Regions from separate parts of the Macaca mulatta genome. Here region 2 is linked to region 1. Evidence: chromatin contacts called from public Hi-C data. All regions are on one chromosome and are shown on one strand. Each heading gives the region's core, a stretch centred on a gene start, on an enhancer-like site or on the middle of the called end of the contact. The rest is flanking DNA. Distances are from core to core; before and after follow the strand shown.

The links. Hi-C and Micro-C count contacts between places; a contact is called where the count stands out from the background.
Region 2: a contact with region 1 is called in a Hi-C map of fetal cortex germinal zone, with 1.7 times the contacts expected there. The contact joins the promoter of RBM8A here to the promoter of ANKRD34A in region 1. A contact is called at or near these places in 6 of 14 Hi-C or Micro-C datasets (CD4 T cells, blood, cortical neurons and 3 more).

The regions. Positions count from the first base shown.
Region 1 is chr1:119,335,605-119,342,065 of T2T-MMU8v2.0, forward strand. It overlaps ANKRD34A (ankyrin repeat domain 34A), which reads left to right and starts at 3,099. Exons shown (of 2, transcript XM_028847309.2): 1 at 3,099-3,303; 2 at 3,845-6,296. The coding sequence starts at 3,971. The coding sequence ends at 5,461. All of the region lies in intron 6 of LOC708768 (NBPF member 20), which reads left to right. It also overlaps a transcript of POLR3GL not described here.
Region 2 is chr1:119,370,710-119,377,170 of T2T-MMU8v2.0, forward strand. RBM8A (RNA binding motif protein 8A) reads left to right here and starts at 2,914. Exons shown (of 6, transcript XM_015150144.3): 1 at 2,914-3,007; 2 at 3,291-3,350; 3 at 3,477-3,554; 4 at 3,745-3,881; 5 at 4,211-4,347; 6 at 4,457-4,661. The coding sequence starts at 2,941. The coding sequence ends at 4,502. The region is part of intron 6 of LOC708768 (NBPF member 20); the gene reads left to right. GNRHR2 (gonadotropin releasing hormone receptor 2) reads right to left here. Exons shown (of 3, transcript NM_001032842.1): 2 at 6,007-6,217; 3 at 5,060-5,559. The coding sequence ends at 5,141.

The DNA of each region.
Region 1 (6,461 bases), core at 1,849-4,348:
TAAAGATGTTTACATAGAAGCTGGGCAACAATTTACTAAATAGGGTTTGTAAGAAGGATGCATGGCTCTAGTAGAGGATTCCCTGTGATCAGCATGATTTAGCATTGTGTCTCACATATAGTAGGTGCTCAATAAATATTTGTTGAATGAATGAATAAATACATTATTTCTATGGGCCTTTCCAAACTTGAGACCTTGTGATCCATAAAGCCTCCCCTCACCATTCCAGTTCTCCCTGCTTTCTTCCTTCTCTAGATTGCAGAAACAATTATGAAACACTAATATTATGAACCACTAATTTAATGGCTCTTAATTACATACTGTATTGTCTTTTATTGTTCTCTAGTTATGTTAGTTTTTATTTTTATTTTTATTTTATGTTAGGAATTTAAATTCTGCCTCCCCAAAAAGAGTGCTAGTTGCCAAAAATCAATTCTATTTAACTAACGTTTATTGGGCACTATATATTAACTACTAGCACCTATCCTACAAAACCTTCTATTCTAAAAGGCATAGAGTCATTAAAGAGAGAGAGTGCACTAAGTGTCCCAATAAAGGTATACACAAAATGCTATCGTCAGACGGGGGAACAATTCATTTTGCAAGAAAGGCAGCCCAGGAAAACTACAGGTAGCATTTCAGCTAGTCTTCATAGATAACAGGAGTTTGTCAGGCTCTTGGGATAATATTAATAGATTGGGAGGAAGTTGATGCTATAGCAAAGAGAGGTACAAGAGGCTGTCTCGTTTTCTGCTTTAATGTCTCTCCCCGTGCGCGACAGAAAACTACCATTCTCTAGTATACAATCAATACAGAAATGGGGGCCCAGGGGAGAAAAGGTAGGGAGCCAGAAGGGGGCTGATCCAACAACCTGACGGAAAGCGTTATCTATTTCGCAGCCTGGCCGGGATGAACAAGTTCGGCAAGTGTGGGACCGAACCAGGTCAGAGCCACCAGGTCGGAGCCTTACCTGCTGTCCCTCCCCCACGCGGAGCCCACGCCGCGGCCAACTTGAAATGTACTGGGCTTCCTCAAGTCGGTGGCGTTCTAGGCCCGCCTCCCGGAGCTCCCTATTGGTGAGTTTTCTCGGCCAATGCAGGAGAAGCTGAGGAGGGAAGTCCGCCCTCTTGAAGCCTAGGAAGAGAAGGAGGGAGGGAGCGAGTAAGCCCGGAACCGAAGCTTGCGAAGCGGGTCGCAGAGGGAGATGGGGGTTGCAGAATCATCTAGGGTCACTTATTTCCGGTCTCACTCCAGATGGAAGGAGCCACTGGCCGGCAAGAGTTCACCAAGGGAACGTGACACTCGTATCTCATCGAGGGACCGTGTTGAGGGAGCCCCTACAGAAAGGCCAAAAGAGGAGAGGGCCTACGGAGAAATGAACCCCTGTGAAAGCCGCTCTTTAGGGATCAGTCTCTTTGTGACTCTAGCTTCACAGCTTGGTCTCTCCATTACTCCAGCCTTCCTTTCAATCATACACTGCCTCTCTCCAGCATCACCAATGGATACTTCTTTTCTAAAAATGTTTTTCTGTGGGTTGCTGCCGTGTCTGTGAGAAGGTGGGCAGAAGGTTTGAGAAAGGAAGGATCTGGGATCAGAGTACCAGAGTTGGGGAGACAGGGCAGAAGCCCAGCTTTTTCTGCATTTTCCACTACTTTCCACTTCCTGCGCGCTCCTTGGGAAGGCGAGCAGCGTGGAAGGAGGAGTCCTATTTTCGCAGAAAACAGAAACAAGGGAGAAAGGGTTCAGAATGGAGATGAAGTCTAGGAGTTAGTCAAGAAGAATATCCCAGATGTAAGAGAAAATGACCTGTAAACTGGGAGGCTGTAGGTGTAGCGGCAAGCGCCCAGTCTTTGCCATAGAACAGAAATATAGCTGTGAAACTTTGGAGAACTTGCTTAAACTTATGAAGTCTGTTTCCTCATCTGTAACAAGAAGATGATAGTTCCTATCTTACAGAGTTGTGAGGATTGAAAATAGTGTATGTAAAGCACATGGCACATAGTTGACACGTGTCCAAGAAATAACTAGTAAAAATGGGTAGCTTCCCTCAAATCTTTCTCTCCCATACCTGGGAACATTATTTTCAGTATCTTGCATCTGGGGGGCCTCCAGCCTCCGAATTAGCTCAGGACCCTGAGTGAACTTTTTAAAACCTTAGGATTTTTCTTCTTCTCCCACTTTCCTTGGTGCCTTCCAGCTGGACACAAACTCATTCCTAAAATATGTGGATGGAAGCTATGGTAACCATGGAGACAGGGCAGGTGGCAAGGAGAGGCAGAGACAGTGTGAGAGACCAATAGACAGATAGGAAGAGAGAAGCTATAAGGAGCATTTCAGACAGAGATCTTCAAGCAAGATGGAAAAAATAAGACGACTAAGCAAGACTGAGATTAAAGAGGTGCAATGTGACAGAGTGTATTACCAGGTTCGCTCTTCTTCCTGCCACTTTCCTATCTCCCTGCCCACAATAATACGGGGTGGAGGCACCTGGGAATGTCCCTTGCCCTGTCTAAAAGTGCCCCCATATCCACCTTCCTCATATTTGTCTAGGTCTATATAAGGGAGCTGAGGTCCGAGTTTCTCTGCGATGGGTGTTCCGTTTTTGAGAGATGGGGCGGGGGTGTATCTGTGTCTGACTCCAGGCTAGACCGTGTCTCCTTCACAATTAAACTACAGGAAGAAAGCCACATCTCTTGCCTCTCTTTGCACAGTATGGACACCGGCTGTGGATCCAAAAAGCCTGTCTACACCTTTCTTGCACAGTGTGCCATGTGCCGTGCGTGGTAGGTCAGGTCTGGCGCACAGGAGCGCATAAACACACCAAGTGCAGAGAATGGGGATCTGCTAAAGCTCAGCGAAGAATCTGGATGATGATGGTCCCTGTCTGGGTCGCGGAGGAGTCCCCTAAGGAACACTTAGGTTTGTTGGGGCTGAGGGGAGGTCGGCTAAGAAAAGGAAGTCAGGATTGGAGCCTCTAGGTTTTTGAGGGTTTATGTGTGCATGAGTGGGGGAGCAGTTTGGTGCCCGACGCCCCCACCCGCAGAGACTAGGCTATAAATAGCACAGCAGAGCTCCGCCCCCCCTCCCCCCCCCAGCTTCTCTCCTCCCGAGCCGGCGCTGTGCCCGGGGCGCTCCGGGAGGAGGGACGACGATCCGGCGCTGGGGCGCAGATACTGACACCAAGGGAATCCGGGTGCCCCCCCTCCACACCATGCGGGCCCCCAGGAACCTGGCTCCGCCACCTCGGCTGCCCCGTGGCCACGGCCCCAATCTTGGCCAGGAGGAGATTCTGCGGACATTCAGGTATCTATCTGGGCGCACAGCCTGGGAGGGGAAAGAGCAAGGAGTGATGGGGAACATCGCAGGGGCAAAAGAACCCCCCAGTTCTCCCTCCACCCGTTTTAGGTCTCAAATGCAGTCTGCTTCCCTCCCCCCACTCAATTTTTGGGGTTGTGGCAAGCTAAAAGAGGTTAGGAATGAGAATACATGTGTGGCTGTAGGGTGCATGTATGTGGGTGGGTGGCGTTCAGCATCCTAGAAAGGGGGATCCCAAGTGTGGATAAGAAAAGGGGGATAGAGGAAAGGTCTGATAAGCCATGGGGTGAGGGTGGGGGTGCGGACATCCCTGCGCGTGCACGAACGCATTTGCACGCGCGCTAGTCCTTCAGTGCGGGTGCACCCTTCCCACCTCCTCAGGCATGCGCTGCGGGGGAAGGGCCGGCTCAAAGGCATGAGTTAGAGGAAGGACTGTATGCCGTGAAGATCTCCCCCACCCCACGCTGGGTTCCTGCATCGGTGCCTCAGTTTCCCTGCGGAATCTATCAATAAGATGTCTCTCTTGCAGGGATCGGCTTCGTCACTGAGACCTCAGGCCTCTGCCAGCCACCCCCCACCCCCTACCCCCTACCCCTAGCCGTCCTCGGCAGGTCTCAGTCCCGGCTCCATCTGTGCCCTCACCCCAGCCGCAGCTATGTTGCACACCGAGGGCCACGCTCTTCTTCGGGCGGTGGGTCAGGGTAAGCTACGCTTGGCCCGTTTGCTTCTGGAGGGAGGCGCCTACGTGAATGAGGGTGATGCGCAGGGGGAGACTGCGCTAATGGCAGCCTGTCGGGCTCGCTACGACGACCCCCAGAACAAGGCACGCATGGTACGCTACCTCCTGGAGCAAGGCGCGGACCCCAACATCGCAGACCGCTTAGGGCGCACGGCGCTCATGCACGCTTGCGCCGGGGGTGGGGGCGCCGCGGTGGCCTCGCTGCTCCTTGCCCACGGCGCAGACCCCTCAGTCCGAGATCACGCGGGCGCCTCGGCTCTTGTCCACGCCCTGGACCGCGGGGACCGCGAGACCCTTGCCACACTGCTGGACGCCTGCAAGGCCAAGGGCACGGAGGTCATCATCATCACCACCGATACCTCGCCCTCGGGCACCAAGAAGACCCGGCAGTATCTCAATTCTCCACCATCCCCAGGGGTGGAGGACCCTGCTCCCGCTCCTCCTAGCCCGGGGATCTGCACGTCGCCTTCGGAAATCCAACTGCAGACCGCAGGAGGAGGAGGGCGTGGGATGTTATCCCCTCGCGCCCAGGAAGAAGAGGAGAAGCGGGACGTATTTGAATTTCCTCTTCCTAAGCCCCCCGATGACCCATCCCCTTCCGAGCCGCTCCCCAAACCACCACGCCACCCCCCCAAACCACTCAAAAGGCTCAACTCCGAGCCCTGGGGCCTAGTGGCCCCTCCTCAACCAGTCCCACCCACCGAAGGAAGACCGGGGATCGAGCGCTTGACTGCCGAATTCAATGGCCTGACCCTGACCGGTCGACCCCGTCTTTCCCGACGTCACAGCACCGAAGGCCCTGAGGACCCGCCCCCATGGGCGGAGAAAGTGACTAGCGGGGGTCCTCTCTCTCGCCGAAACACAGCACCAGAAGCTCAGGAGTCTGGTCCCCCTTCAGGGCTGAGGCAGAAACTGAGCCGCATGGAGCCAGTGGAGCTCGACACCCCCGGACACCTTTGCCCTGACTCGCCTGAGTCCAGCCGCCTGTCCCTGGAGCGCCGCCGATACAGCGCCTCCCCGTTGACCCTCCCTCCAGCCGGCTCCGCTCCCTCTCCGCGCCAGTCCCAGGAGAGTCTGCCAGGGGCAGTATCTCCGCTAAGCGGACGGAGGCGGAGTCCGGGGCTGCTGGAGCGGAGGGGCTCGGGGACGTTGCTCCTGGACCACATCTCGCAAACGCGGCCGGGTTTCCTGCCCCCTCTCAACGTCAGTCCCCACCCTCCCATCCCTGACATTCGCCCTCAACCCGGAGGTCGGGCGCCTTCGTTGCCTGCCCCTCCTTATGCCGGGGCGCCAGGCTCCCCCAGGACCAAGCGCAAATTGGTGAGACGCCACTCCATGCAGACTGAGCAGATCCGCCTGCTAGGGGGCTTCCAGAGTCTAGGTGGGCCTGGGGAGCCAGGGCGCTGAGAGAAGTGAGAGGAGCCAAGGAGGGTGGGGATTAGGACCTTAATGGGATAGGTGGGAGAACCAGCTCACACACACACCACGAACATAGGGATCTCTTGCATGTGCTCATGGGTGCACAGTGCACCCACACATGGTTAAACATGTGTCCATAAGCACAGTACTCTTATTAGCAAGAAAGAATAAGTACTCTATTTACTGGGTATATAGACACATGTATTCATGCCCTGGTCATTTCACGTGCATATGGGATTACTTGTGTACCTGCGGGCACAGCACATCAATAAACAGGGCTAGGGTCCCAAACTCTCTTGCATTTATTCAGAAGCAGAAGCAGTAGGGAACCCTTACTTATGGGCAGTCTCCCATGTCTTTGCCCTCCTGCAGAAGCAATCCCTTGCTTTCCATGTATGCCCTGCAACACAGCCTATCATGATTTTGCATACTCTACTCTCTCCATGAACATCACAGCCCATTCTCCAGGTCTTGCTTCTTTCTCCAGGCCTGGATCCTTATTCACACCCCGCTTCCAACCCCAACCACTTTTCAGGATATCTTTTTCACTCTTCTTGGGGGTTCCTGCAGCAACCCCCAGCCTATGTTCTGCTGCTGTCTTTCCTGCTCTCAACTTCACTTCTCAACTTCCTGCTTTTTGTTCCCACCCTGTTCCTCCAACAACTACAACTGATTGTCTCATTTTCCCAGGGGGTGGGTCATGGGCTCTAAACTGCTCTTCTGTCTGTCTGAGCTTATGAACACCCCCACGGGTAGAAGTGGGGAGAAACCCTAAATCACTCCTCTCTCCACTTGACATATCAAATAAATGTGTTCAGAAGTCTCTGTTTTGTCACTTCTGCCTGGAGGTGTGGGTATGGGGAATGAGGAATGGGGAGGGAGGGTAATACTAACTTATAGCTATAATTATCCAAGGGATACTTAGCTGTTCCAGCCACCTTCTTTCCAAGAAACCAACTTTTCTATAGAGAAAAGGCAAGTGTCCTGT
Region 2 (6,461 bases), core at 1,664-4,163, 35 kb after region 1:
TTAATAGTTGTGCTTTTATCTGAATTTATAGTAGAAAAATATTGATTTTCCTTTCAGTATACATTTATGTTTAAAGTCAGTCTAAGGAAAAATAAGCAAAAACTAGTATGGGGACTATCTGCAAATATTAAAAACCATGAATACTCAAATATTTGAAGTAGGTAAATTTCTTGCTTATAGCATCAATTCCAAAATCCTTAGCATAGCAGACCCTAAACTGTATTTCCAGCTTTATTTTCCAGTCACATAGCATCAGGCAGACAGAATATCCTGCCATTCTAATATTCATTCATTCAATAAGTATCTATCAGATGTCTACCATGAGCCAGACATTGGGCTGAACTTTAGGGATTTTAGTTGTAAATAACTATCTCTGCCATAAGGATTACATTCTAATGGGAAAAACAGACAATAAGTTAGAAAGTAAACAAGGTAATTAAAGATTCTGACTGGCCTAAGTAACATGGCAAGACTCTGTCTCTACAAAAGATTTTTTAAAAATTAGCCGCATGTAGTGGCCTGTGCCTGTAGTCCCAGATGCTCAGGAGGCTGAGGCAGGAGAATCACTTGGGCCTGGAAGATTGGCCGCTGTGAGCCATAATTGCACCACTGCACTCAGCCTGGTTGACAGAGTGAAACCCTGTCTCAAAAAAAAAAAAAAAAAAAGATTCTGATTTAAGTTCTGTGAAGGAAATACACAGTGAAAGATAGGAGGGTACAGAAGATCCCTTTGGGTGACAGTACTATTGGGACCTTAAGAATGAGGTCGAACTCGGCTGGGCGCGGTGACTCACACCTATAATCCCAGCACTTTGGGAGGCCGAGGTGGGTGGATCACAAGGTAAAGAGTTCAAGATCAGCCTGGCCAATATGGTGAAACCCCGTCTCTACTAAAAAAATTTTAAAAAGCTGGGCGTGGTGGCACGTGCCTGAAGTCCCAGCTACTCACTTGAACCCAGGAAGTGGAGGCTGCAGTGGGCCGAGATCGCGCCACTGCACTCCAGCCTAGGTGACAGAGCGAGACTCCATCTCAAAGAAAAAAAAAAAATGAGTTCGAACCCAATATGTGAAAAGCTAGAGGAGAAGAGCACCAGGAACAGAAAGCTGCGGGGAGCAGTGGCTCATGCTTGTAATCCAAGCACTTTGGAAGGCTGAGAAGGGGGGATGATCGGAAGTCAGGAGTTAGAAACCAGGCTGGCCAACATGGTGAAACCCTATATCCACTAAAAATACAAAAATTAGCTAGGTGTGGTGCCGCACGCCTGTAGTCCCAGCTACTCAGGAGGCTGAGGCAGGAGAAGACGTGAACCCGGGAGACGGAGGTTGCAGTGAGCCAAGATCGCATCACTGCACTCCAGCCTGAGCGACAGAGACTCCCGTCTTGAAAACAAAAACAAACAAGTTGCAAAAGCCCTGGGATGAGAAAGAGCACACCACCATTGGGCGAAAGTGCAAGGAGAGCTTCATGGGTGACGGAGAAGAATGGTGGTAGAACAGGTTGAAAACACAGAGCAGGCTATGTGAGTTAAAAATTTTATTTTAAGTGCAGCAAAAAGCCAAAGAAAGAACCAGGTGCAGGGTTACACGCCTGTAGTCCCAGCTGCTTGGGAGGCCAGAGGATCCCTTGTGCCCAGGAGTTTCGGGCCAGCCTGGGTAGTATAGCCAGACCCCTCTAACAAAAAGGGTTTTTAGGCCGGGCACCGTGGCTCATGCCTGTAATCCCAACACTCTGGGAGGCAGAGGCTGGTGGATCACCTGAGGTCAGGAGTTCAAGAGCAGCCTGGCCAACATGGTGAAATCCCATCTCTACTAAAAATACAAAAATTAGCCGGGTGTGGGGGCGGGCGCCTGTAGTCCCAGCTACTTAGGAGGCTGAGGCAGGAGAATCGCTCGAACCCCGGAGGCGGAGGTTGCAGTGAGCTGAGACCGCCACTGCACTCAGCCTGGGTGATAGAGCGAGACTCCGTCTCAAAACAACAAAAAGGGTTTTTAGTAGATATGTAACCAACTGATTTTTAAAATGATCACACTACCTACGTGGAGAATAAATTAGTGTCTCCTAATCGCTTTGAAATTTTATTTTTCGTTTTACTCTTTTTCACTTTTTTTTTTTTTTTTGAGACGGATTCTCGCTCTTGTCCCCCAGACTGGAGTGCAGTGGCAAGATCTCGGCTCGCTGCAACCTCCATCTCCCAGGTTCAAGTGATTCTCTGGCCTCAGCCTCCCGAGTAGCTGGGATTACAGGCGCACTCCACCACGCCCACATAATCAACCTCCGTCTCGGGTTCAAGCGATTCTCCTGCCTCAGCCTCCCGAGTAGCTGGGATTACAGGCAGGGAGTTTTATCTTAAAAAAAAACAAAAATTGATATCGGTCTCACCAATCATATTGCAACCAGGTCTGTTAGTTTCCTGAAGAGAAATTAGGTGCTGCAGTACGTTCCAGAAGCAGCTCTTTATGCCCGTATTGCTGATCAAACTATTTTTTAAAGACGTTCCTATCATACATCACCTTGCCTCGGAACAGGGTACAGGCCTGGGATTTTTGATAGAAAAAGGTGTCTTCAGTGACCATTTCCCAGTTTGGGATGAAGAGACATAAAGAAGCCCTCTAATAAGGAAATTACGCCGGGCCTCACTGTTAATAGTACAGTATCTCTCAGCAGCTGCCGCGGTTAAGAGGAATCCACTGACCCCTGTAGTCTGCACCTCCCAACATGGCAGCATTTAGCTCGCGACCTGCTCAAGATGGCCACAGAAACACTTCCGGCATCTTTCCGAACTAGGCCCGCCCCAATTTGCGTATTTTTACCGTGCAGAGGGAGGGATTTAGAGTTAGCCTTTGATTGGTCAGCTTGACTGGCGACCTTTCCCCTCTGCGACAGTTTCCCGAGGTACCTAGTGTCTGAGCGGCACAGACGAGATCTCGATCGAAGGCGAGATGGCGGACGTGCTAGATCTTCACGAGGCCGGGGGCGAAGATTTCGCCATGGATGAGGATGGGGACGGTGAGGACAGTGGAGGCGGCCGGGCGTAGCGGGGAAGGTGTGAGAGAAGGCTATAATAGGAAAATTTACTCTCTTTTCTCCCGGGTTGTGAGGATGGGAATCGGGGAACCGGGTCTTGGATGGATTAGAGATTCCGCCCCCTTTGGGAGAAGGGAGGGCGTGACCGGGAAGGCACTGAGACTGGAGGCGGTTTGGGTCGGCTTGCAGACAGTGTCTTGGGAAAGAAACGATCGTTACAAATGACTGTCATGGTTACTTACTCTTTTATCTTCTGGGGCTCCAGAGAGCATTCACAAACTGAAAGAAAAAGCGAAGAAACGGAAGGGTCGCGGCTTTGGCTCCGGTGAGTGTGGGGAGAATGGGGTAGAGTGGCCTAGTAGGAGCCCCGGGTTTTGGAGTCCCCACCCAACTCATAGGAACAATGGGAGAAAGGGGGAGTTTTCGGTGATCTCGTGTGTGTCCCTTATAGAAGAGGGGTCCCGAGCGCGGATGCGTGAGGATTATGACAGCGTGGAGCAGGATGGCGATGAACCCGGACCACAACGCTGTGAGTAATAATGGAACCTGTGAGGTATCCGTGCCTGTGGTAGTAGTTAGAAAGGGATAAAATAGTTAAGCAGTAGGAGTGGGTTCAGAGATAGCTTAAACAATCTGAGTCCACACTCACTCTACTCCCGTGAGCCTGCTTGAAGCGTTTCTCTCATGTACTCATACAACTTCCCCCCGTCCCCCAACAGCTGTTGAAGGCTGGATTCTTTTTGTCACTGGAGTCCATGAGGAAGCCACTGAAGAAGACATACACGACAAATTCGCAGAATATGGGGAAATTAAAAACATTCACCTCAACCTCGACAGGCGAACAGGATATCTGAAGGTATCCTAAGTGACACTTTATTGCCTCCTTTCTTTCATAACCCTTAGACAGCATTGGTAGTTCTGTGTTTGCTGTGGTTGGCCAAGAGCAAAGTTAAAATAAAATGACATTGGATGTCATTTTATTAAATAAAATGACATTTAAAACATGGATATGTTTTGTCAGACACGCCAAAGAGACAGACATGTTGTATATATACAGAGATATATGATGTACATTCATTGCTTAAATTTTATAGATTTTTCTGAGTTTAGATTTGAGGAAAAAGGTACTCAGTGATGCTTGGGGAAATAGGAGGGTTTTCATATCTGTCTTTTTACTTTCCCCAGGGGTATACTCTAGTTGAGTATGAAACATACAAGGAGGCCCAGGCTGCTATGGAGGGACTCAATGGCCAGGATTTGATGGGACAGCCCATCAGCGTTGACTGGTGTTTTGTTCGGGGTCCACCAAAAGGCAAGAGGAGGTAAAATGAAGAGGGCAAACACTGGGTGAAGGGAATATGAACAAAACAGAATGAGGAGGCAGTATTATGTCCCTCTGATGGACTCTTCTCCCTGCTTCTTTTTCCCTAGAGGAGGCCGAAGACGCAGCAGAAGTCCAGACCGGAGACGTCGCTGACAGGTCCTCTGTTGTCCAGGTGTTCTCTTCAAGATTCCATTTGACCATGCAGCCTTGGACAAATAGGACTGGGGTGGAACTTGCTGTGTTCATATTTAATCTCTTACCCTATATGCATACTATTTGAGTTGCGAATAAATGTTCCATTTTTGTTTTCTACATTTAATATTACTTTCCTATCATAAAATTGAAAGTTCTAAAGCATAGTAAGGCTGTATGGATCATTGTGAAGATAATTCTAGGGACTGAACTCTATTTCTTTTTTTTTTGAGATAGAGTCTTTCTGTGTTCCCCAGGCTGGAGTGCAGCTGCGTGATCATAGCTCACTGCAGCTTCAAACTCCTGGGCTCAAGCCATCCTTCTGCCTCCCCCTCCCTAGTAGTTGGGATTACAGGCACATGCCAGCATGCCCGGCTAAATTTTTAATATTTTTGTAGAGATGGGGTCTTGCTGTGTTGCCTGGGTTGGTTATGTGAATTTCTATACTAGATACAGTCTCAAGTTTCAGGTAGGGTTTAAAGTAGACACTGGTCAGTATTTCTTTTTTGGGGGAACTAGGAGAGCAGGAGTAGAAGTGAGATGTTAAGATCTTATGGTATTAAAGACTTATTATTTTGTTCCTATATACTCTGTTAGGATCAGATAGATGTTATAGAAATGTCTTTTGTTTCTCCTGCACTTCTTGATGTCACAGTTTTTTGTACTTCCTGCTGTCTAAGGGCATGAATCTCCTGTTGGAGCATTCTCCCAGACCCTTCGTTAGAAGAGTCTATACTAAGTTCTTGGTGCCCTCTTTGGCAGCCAAGGGTGAAGGCCCCATAGAGGAGAGGATCCAAAGGAGCATTGAGGAGGCCAAAAAGGAAAAGGATGTGGCTCAGGCTGGGAGGGACTTCAGTTAGCATGGTGGGGGAGAACCAGTACCACAGACCCAGTAGGTAATAAGGTGTCCAGCAGAGGATGAAGGTCAGCAAGATAAGCAGGGCCAGTCTCAGGGCCCAGAGACGAACACGGGGACAATTGTCAAAGGAGCGGCAGAGGGCAAATTCACCAGCAGGGGCTAGGAATTTAGAAAATATACTGTAATTCAGAGTCTAAGCTTCTGAACTGAGTGTAGGGTGAACTGATGGAGGGGCATAGCTAGTGACACAGAGCTTGCCTCCTACAAGGAGGAGAATGCTGCAAACCCTTTTCCCCTTCTCATCCTAGGACTATATGATCTCTTACCCCCAGGGATTATGATAGAAATGTGAAGCTACCCAGTCTACTTTAAGACTTGATGGTGTTCAAGAATAAATAATACTGATTGCCTCCCTAGTCCTTGTCCAGCTAACTCAGCTGTTTATAATTGAAAGGATTCAACAAAATTAGCATCAGGTGCTAGACATATGGTTAGGATCTCACCACAGTTGAGTGACTGGTAGATAGCTATTAGGTAGGTGGATAAATGATGCTAGAGGCAACAGGTCTGGGGTTAAGGATTAAGGCCTGGGAATTGGAGTCTTACCATGGCTCCCCTTCCTTGTCTGAGGGCTGGACACACTGAGGACAATGTGGCTATAGCAGATGGCCATGGCAGTCAGTGGCAGCAGAAAGAGGCAGTGGAAGGTGAAGAGGTTATAGGTGGTCTCTTGCCATCGAGCCTTGAAGCTGCCTTTGGTGACACACTGAGTGAAAGGGACTGGGCCAGCTCGGTGGACGGTATGGAACAGGAACAGCTGGAGTGGAGTTCAGGACTATTAGAACTGGTTCCCCTCACCACCCAGCCTACCCACCTATGTCATACTGTCTCCTCCCAATTCATCCTTAATTCCAAGTGAAGCAGCACAGTGCTGAAAACAGTTCATCCATGGTGCCATGTTAAAGAGGTTGGAAATATGTCTTGAAAATCCTGCCTTCCTTTTAGGCTTGAATATGATGCTGAGCAGTGAGTTTGTTAAATCTTGGAACTTAAAACAATCC